2 separate regions of the Bos taurus genome follow, and region 2 is linked to region 1. A link is a contact called in public Hi-C data. All regions are on one chromosome and are shown on one strand. Each heading gives the region's core, a stretch centred on a gene start, on an enhancer-like site or on the middle of the called end of the contact. The rest is flanking DNA. Distances are from core to core; before and after follow the strand shown. Region 1 overlaps APBB2 (amyloid beta precursor protein binding family B member 2). Region 2 holds the start of APBB2 (amyloid beta precursor protein binding family B member 2).

The links. A called contact is a pair of places that touch in the nucleus more often than the background predicts.
Region 2: a contact with region 1 is called in a Hi-C map of skeletal muscle, with 4 times the contacts expected there. The contact joins the promoter of APBB2 here to the enhancer-like site in region 1. A contact is called at or near these places in 3 of 11 Hi-C or Micro-C datasets (liver and skeletal muscle).

Annotation. Positions count from the first base shown.
Region 1 is chr6:60,015,640-60,018,567 of ARS-UCD2.0, reverse strand. The region is part of intron 1 of APBB2 (amyloid beta precursor protein binding family B member 2); the gene reads left to right. Among named protein-coding and RNA genes, the nearest start is that of APBB2, 79 kb to the left of the region's middle. Within about 2 kb of position 1,542, at least 41 of the 102 cell types and tissues checked have an H3K27ac peak or open chromatin away from gene starts, as enhancers often do. A contact at or near this core is called in skeletal muscle, where this site is marked.
Region 2 is chr6:60,094,234-60,097,161 of ARS-UCD2.0, reverse strand. It overlaps APBB2 (amyloid beta precursor protein binding family B member 2), which reads left to right and starts at 1,383. Exons shown (of 17, transcript NM_001076847.1): 1 at 1,383-1,508.

The DNA.
Region 1 (2,928 bases), core at 293-2,792:
CCTACGGACTATAGCCCACCGGGCTCCTTTGACCGTGGAATTCCCCAGGCAAGAATACTGGAGTGGGTTGCCATTCCCTTGAGATTCCACCATTGTGTTTTGTGTTTTCTGAGATGCTGGAAATATCAGAAATGGCGTGTGGCAGTGTTTACCAAGGGCTCTGCTCCTGTGAAATCTTAAGTGACATCAGGACATTTTTAATAAGTGACAGTTGTATAGCGTGGCTAGTGATAGAGAAATTTAGATGCATTAGTTAAGGGAGAGGAATAACTATGTTATTGTTTCTTTGTGACAGGTTTGCAAAATCAGTAAAAATTTCTTGTTCCTAGAAAAGTAGTTGTTCAACCCTGGGGGTGTTATTGGACACTTGGGTTTTGAACTTCTAAATGAAGAATTACAGAGTTCAGATAAATGAAGTCTTTTTAATTTTAGCTCTTATTCTTCAGATAAAAGGAAGCCCACAAATGAGGCTAATATATTATATTGGTATTCCATTTCTGATTCGTGTTCCCATACTGTTTAGTAAGAAAAACCTTATTTAAAAATATTCTGATTCTAAAAATGATACATATTAATTGTATAAAACTTGGAAAAACACTAAGATGTAAACACAAATATGTCTAATTCCATGATCCAGAAATAGCCATTATTGTTCATGCTTTGAAATCTTTAGATTATATACACTCAATTTGTAGAACAAAACTGGGATTACACCACAGATAGATACCTTGATATCTTGCTTTTTTCCTGCTGTGTTCCTTTTGAAATTATTTTTGCCACAGAGGTTTCAAACGAAGATGGAGATTAATGTAATATTATGCTTGGCACACTTGTGTCAGGGTCTGTGACTTACAGAAATAGAATTGTGGACCTAGTATCTGAAAATAACATGTGTTTCATTCTCTCTTGAATCAATATTTGATGTGTATTGATGCTGTCATAACTAGTACTATCACTAAGAAAGACTTTTTAATCTGTTCTTAATTGTTCACTAATTGCTTTTATAAGATTCCCTCATTTTTCTGTTTCTGAATTCAGTGAGCCTAAGTTATTTTAGCAGTTTTTCTGGATGCCTTGATTCTTCAAGCTGGAGCATAGTAGGTAGTGTGGGCCAGGGTGCAGGTTTGGCCTGAAGCAGGATAGTTAAGTGATTCCTTTTGCCTGAACATATTATACATTTGATAATATTTATGATTCACTTGAATATTGGTTTTCATACATCATTTTCCTCTATTAGGAAATGAAAGATGATTAGTTTCTCCTTTGGGTTATTTAGCCTGTGAACTTTTCTGCTACACTATTCACTTTGCATTGAAAATACATTCTAAATCCTATACCACACTGGAATTTTTTGTGACCTTTCCCTTGTGTGTCTTTCGGTGGTGCCCTTTGAAGTCCTGAAATGCTTTTGTATTTGACTGAGATTAAATCTGGGTTTCATTTTTCTTTTTTAAAACATATTGAGCAAGTTAATTTTCTGTTCGGGTTCCTAAGGGGAATGATCCCAGCCCTCTGTGTCCCAAGAATTCAGTCCGAGCCTTGCCAGAACATTCCTGTGGTTTTCCACAGGGCAGATCAGTGTGTTCATGAAATTTTAGTTGTAGCTTGTGTTTTCTGTGGTTAATTAAAACATCTGGCTTTTAAATTTTCCACAAACAGAGCATAAGCATTTGGCCAAACCTTTTTAGTAATAATTAAACACTTCAATCCTCCCCCTCAGAATAACCCAAACTTGTAAGGTATCTTTAGGAGACCTTATAAACTGTTGTCTCTGTTCATTAATGATTTTAAACATTTGGACGATGCTGGGAGTTCTCCTGCCAGACATACAGTTCTGAGAGAGAGCGTGTTTGTGACTGTGAATTCCTCTAATGGATTCCGGCCTTCGCCCCCCTCCAGGTTGGAGCTGCTGTGGGTGAGCTGCTGCCGTCTGTAGCCAAGCATGCTGTGGTTGGATCTGCCCAGCCGGGGAACAGAAATGTTTGCTGGATGGAAAATCCATAAAAGAAAGCTCCTGTGAAAGCCTGAGACAGACGATAACTTAAGCAAGATCAGGTTGGTATAAGATCAGAGAGGCTGGGTAAAGTGGATTGGATCACATGGGGAAGGCGGTTTTGTTATTTCATGCAGTGTTTTTGAGACAACCCTAAATAATCATTCCCAGTTATTTGAGGGATTCCTGGCTGTTGTACAAATGGCAGATAGCCTGGCAAACTTCTGTATATGGTGTATAGTTATCCTCCTTTCTTTGTTTTCCTTTCCCCTCTCCTCTGTCCCATCTTCTCTCTCTCAGAGAAGAGAGGAAGGTCTTAAGGTTAGCAAATGTACAACAAACCATGACCAGAGGTCACCTGTAATCACTCCTTGATCTTGGCTTTATTTTGGGGAGAAAGCCTGGACTTGTCCTGAGACTCTCAGAGACTTTCCCTCATGTGTGTTTCCACACCAGAAAGGGTGGATTGTGGAGACCTGCCCCATTTTGAGGGAGGCGGGGTACTTCTGTGTGTGTTCCTTTGGTTTGCTTGGCAAATTTTTGCCTACTCTTAAATCTCTCTCCAAACAAAAGCTAGCAACACACTCGTTTTCAACAGTGTGTGCACTTGGTGTTGAGATACCCAGGACAAAGGAGAAGAAATGTCCTGAAAACAATAGGAATGTAACTAAATGCAAGATAGCCTCACTGAGAAGCAGGGGAAGGAAACTGCATAGCCCGCCTCACAGGTGGCAGTAAGGTGGGAAAGAATTCATTCTGAGAAAGAATGTCATACAGGGACAGACACTGAAAACACTTTGTATTCAGTGTTCAGTGGTTACACCTAATAAGTAGAAGGGAATTACAAGTAATAAGCAGAAGGGTCTGAGTCAGCGGTCTTCAGAGTCTGTGAAGCAGGGAGTGTCTGTTGGCTTTGCCCACCCAGCATCTCTTTC
Region 2 (2,928 bases), core at 134-2,633, 79 kb before region 1:
CCAACCCCATTCTAGACTGCATCAGGGTCCCATTATACACCCTTTACTACACACCTAGTAGATTTCCCTCCTAGCACTCTTCGGGTTTGAAATGACATTTTTGAGTAATTGTTTAATGGATTTCTGTCCACCTCGCTGGTCTAAGCTCTATGAAAGCAGGGGTCTGGGCTTTTTTATTCACTGCTATCCCTAAGCTAACTGTAAGATTTTGTGGGTCCTCAGTAAATTCATGATGTTGAAGGAAAAAAGTAATGCGGGCCCCAACCACATAGAGTCCTCTCATGAAGAATAGGGACCAGTGAGTTTGCTGTTTGAAGGACTGCATTGTGGAGGTTTAGGGAAGAGGATGACAGGAGCAGCCATTACCTTGTAGTTATTAGTCAATTACTTTTAGCATAGTCCTCCTGAGGGAGATAAGAAAGGAGGTAAGAAAGACTTTTGTGTATGTGTGGAGCAGTAGTTCCCAAAGCGTGGTCTTCAGACCAGCATCACCTCGGAAGCCGTTAAATGTACAGACGCTTGGGCGCACCACAGACCTACCCATTCCGAGATTCTGTTAAGTAATCTGAGTTTCCATAAACACTCAGGATATTCTGATGGAGGCTCAAGTTTGACAATCACTGCACTGTTGAAGAGCAATCCTAAAGATGCTTTGGGGATGTTATTCAGTGTCTGGGGGCAAAAAACTGATTGCTACTTGGTATTCTTTCTTATCAGGATCTTGCTCGTCTGAGTTTTAGTTAATATTCCTGGAGGGGAAAGGGAGATTATGCTTTCCCTCTCTTGCAGGTGTGTTCCTCCCTTGAGGTGCTCTTGCTGTGATTTTCACATGGAGAAATGGTGTGTGTGTGTTCACGCGCCATATGCCTGGGTTTCTAGATAAGGAGGCAGAAGGAAGGAGAAGGTCTCGCCCACAAAGTTGCAGCTGGATGGGCGTGGGCAGCTCTCATCTGAGGACATTTTCCCGTTATAAGGGGATGCAGACGTGTGGGAGAAAAGACTAGCCAGGGATAAGGTTACCCAACTGCCTTTTGGTGCAGACAGACACCGAGCCACAAGGAGGGGATGCCGGGCTACCTCGCGTTGGGTCTTGACGTTCTGGCCCGCCTTGTCTCCTTGCCATCTTCTCGGATGATTAGGGGACTGTGAGTTCGAAAGGCCCCGAAGCCTCTGCCTGCAGGGGTCGCACTAGGAGCGCGGCCCGCCCCCTCCTCCTCGGCCCCCGCCCCCGGCCCCGCCTTTCTCGGGATCGGCCCCCGCCCGGTCAGGCCCCTCCAGCCTCTCCGCGCAGCCGCCGCCAAAGCCTGGAGAAGTGGAATCTCGCCGGCGCCGCTCCCTGCGCGGGACTGGCGGAGCGGCACTGGGCATGCTCAGTCGCCGGAGCCCGTCCTGGTCTCAAGTAGGAAGCTCGTGCGCTGCTCCCGCAGCTGATCCTGACGCTCCCGGCAGGGCGAGACTGGAGCAGAGCTGCCGGGCGCCGGAGCGGAGGCGAGCGCCGCGTACTGCCGGTGAGCACAGCTTTCTTCCTTGCTTTTACTCTGGATCCCGGGGCGGCCCGGGAGTGCTGGGGAGAGACTCGATCAGCCGCAGCGGCGTGGGGCTAGTGGCGGCGCGTAGCCCGGGCGGCTGCTCCTCTCCTCGCGGCCCCGAGGGCAGCGCGGCCACTGCCACTCGCCCAGCCGCAGCCACAGCTGCAGCAGCTGCCACAGCATCTGCAGCAGGCGTTCGCTGCGGAGTCTCGTGTGTCCCGCTCCCGTGCCGCAGGGCCGGGTGGCACGGCGATTGCGGGCTCACTCCTTGACTCCATCCCTTTGGCTTCTCGGCGCCCTCTTTCCCTCGGCAGCCGGGGCTTGGCAGGGCCTGAGGCGGGGGAGACAGGGTGGGAGGGGGTGCGCCGGGCGGTCTGCGGAGGGGAAAAAGCGAGGGTGGGAGCCGGCGGGGAAGAGCGCACACCCCCTTGCCTTGGCACCGGCCTCCGCTGTGCGGCTGGGCTCTCCCTCCACCAGCGGCAGCGCACTCCTGCCGGGAGTTGAAGACCGGGATGGATTCTAGGGGGTTCAGAGCCTAGCCGCTGGGAGATCAAAGGGGGAAAAGTTCATTTCCCTCTCGGAGGCAGGGAGCATTTTAACTAGAAAATGGCTGTGCGAAGGGGACCGAATCAGGGAAGCTGATCCTGAAATCCACTTTGCTGCCCGCCGGACAGAATGGAGGGTTGAACGCTAGAAATGACATTTGTGTGTTGAAAACATTGCTGGACGGAGGAGGGATGCGGAGTGCCATAGAAACAATCAAAGGTGATCTTGACATCGGCGAAGAGGTCTAGAACTGAGGGGTCGGGGCTAAGGGTCGAAGGACCGCAGGGCCTGAATTTAAAAAAAGCAAAAACCATTGAAGAAATCAGACAGAGTTGTGGCCGTTTTGTGGTTAAGTTCAGGGCAGTTTAGAGCCATGACTGTCCCAGACTGTTTTGGATGGATTGAGTGGTTGGGGAGGGCCAAACACTGAGAGGAGAATAAGGTCAGTGTCAGAAGCTCAGACAAGACTCGGCTCCGTTTTGATTAGAAGTCCCTCAGTCACTGGCTTTACATTGTGCCTGATGACTTAGGTAAAATACTCAAAGGATTCTCTTAAAATGATGCCAGCAATCATATCTGAATTCCAAGAAATGGGGAAACTTTGTGAGGTTGGCATTGGTTTGTTCTTTGTTTTAATATTTCACTGATTTAAAAAGCAAACAGTGGCATCCTGATCTGTTGTTCTGGATTGGGGGCTCTTAAGTCTTTGGTTTATTTTTCTTGTCATGAATTTATTTTTCACATCTTGTCCTCAAATGGCCATGATAATTAAGAGTGCATTCGGGTAGCTGGGCGTTCAGGAAGGCGGGTTTCTTTATGAAGCCACATTGTGGTGTTTTCAGTTTGTAGCTTG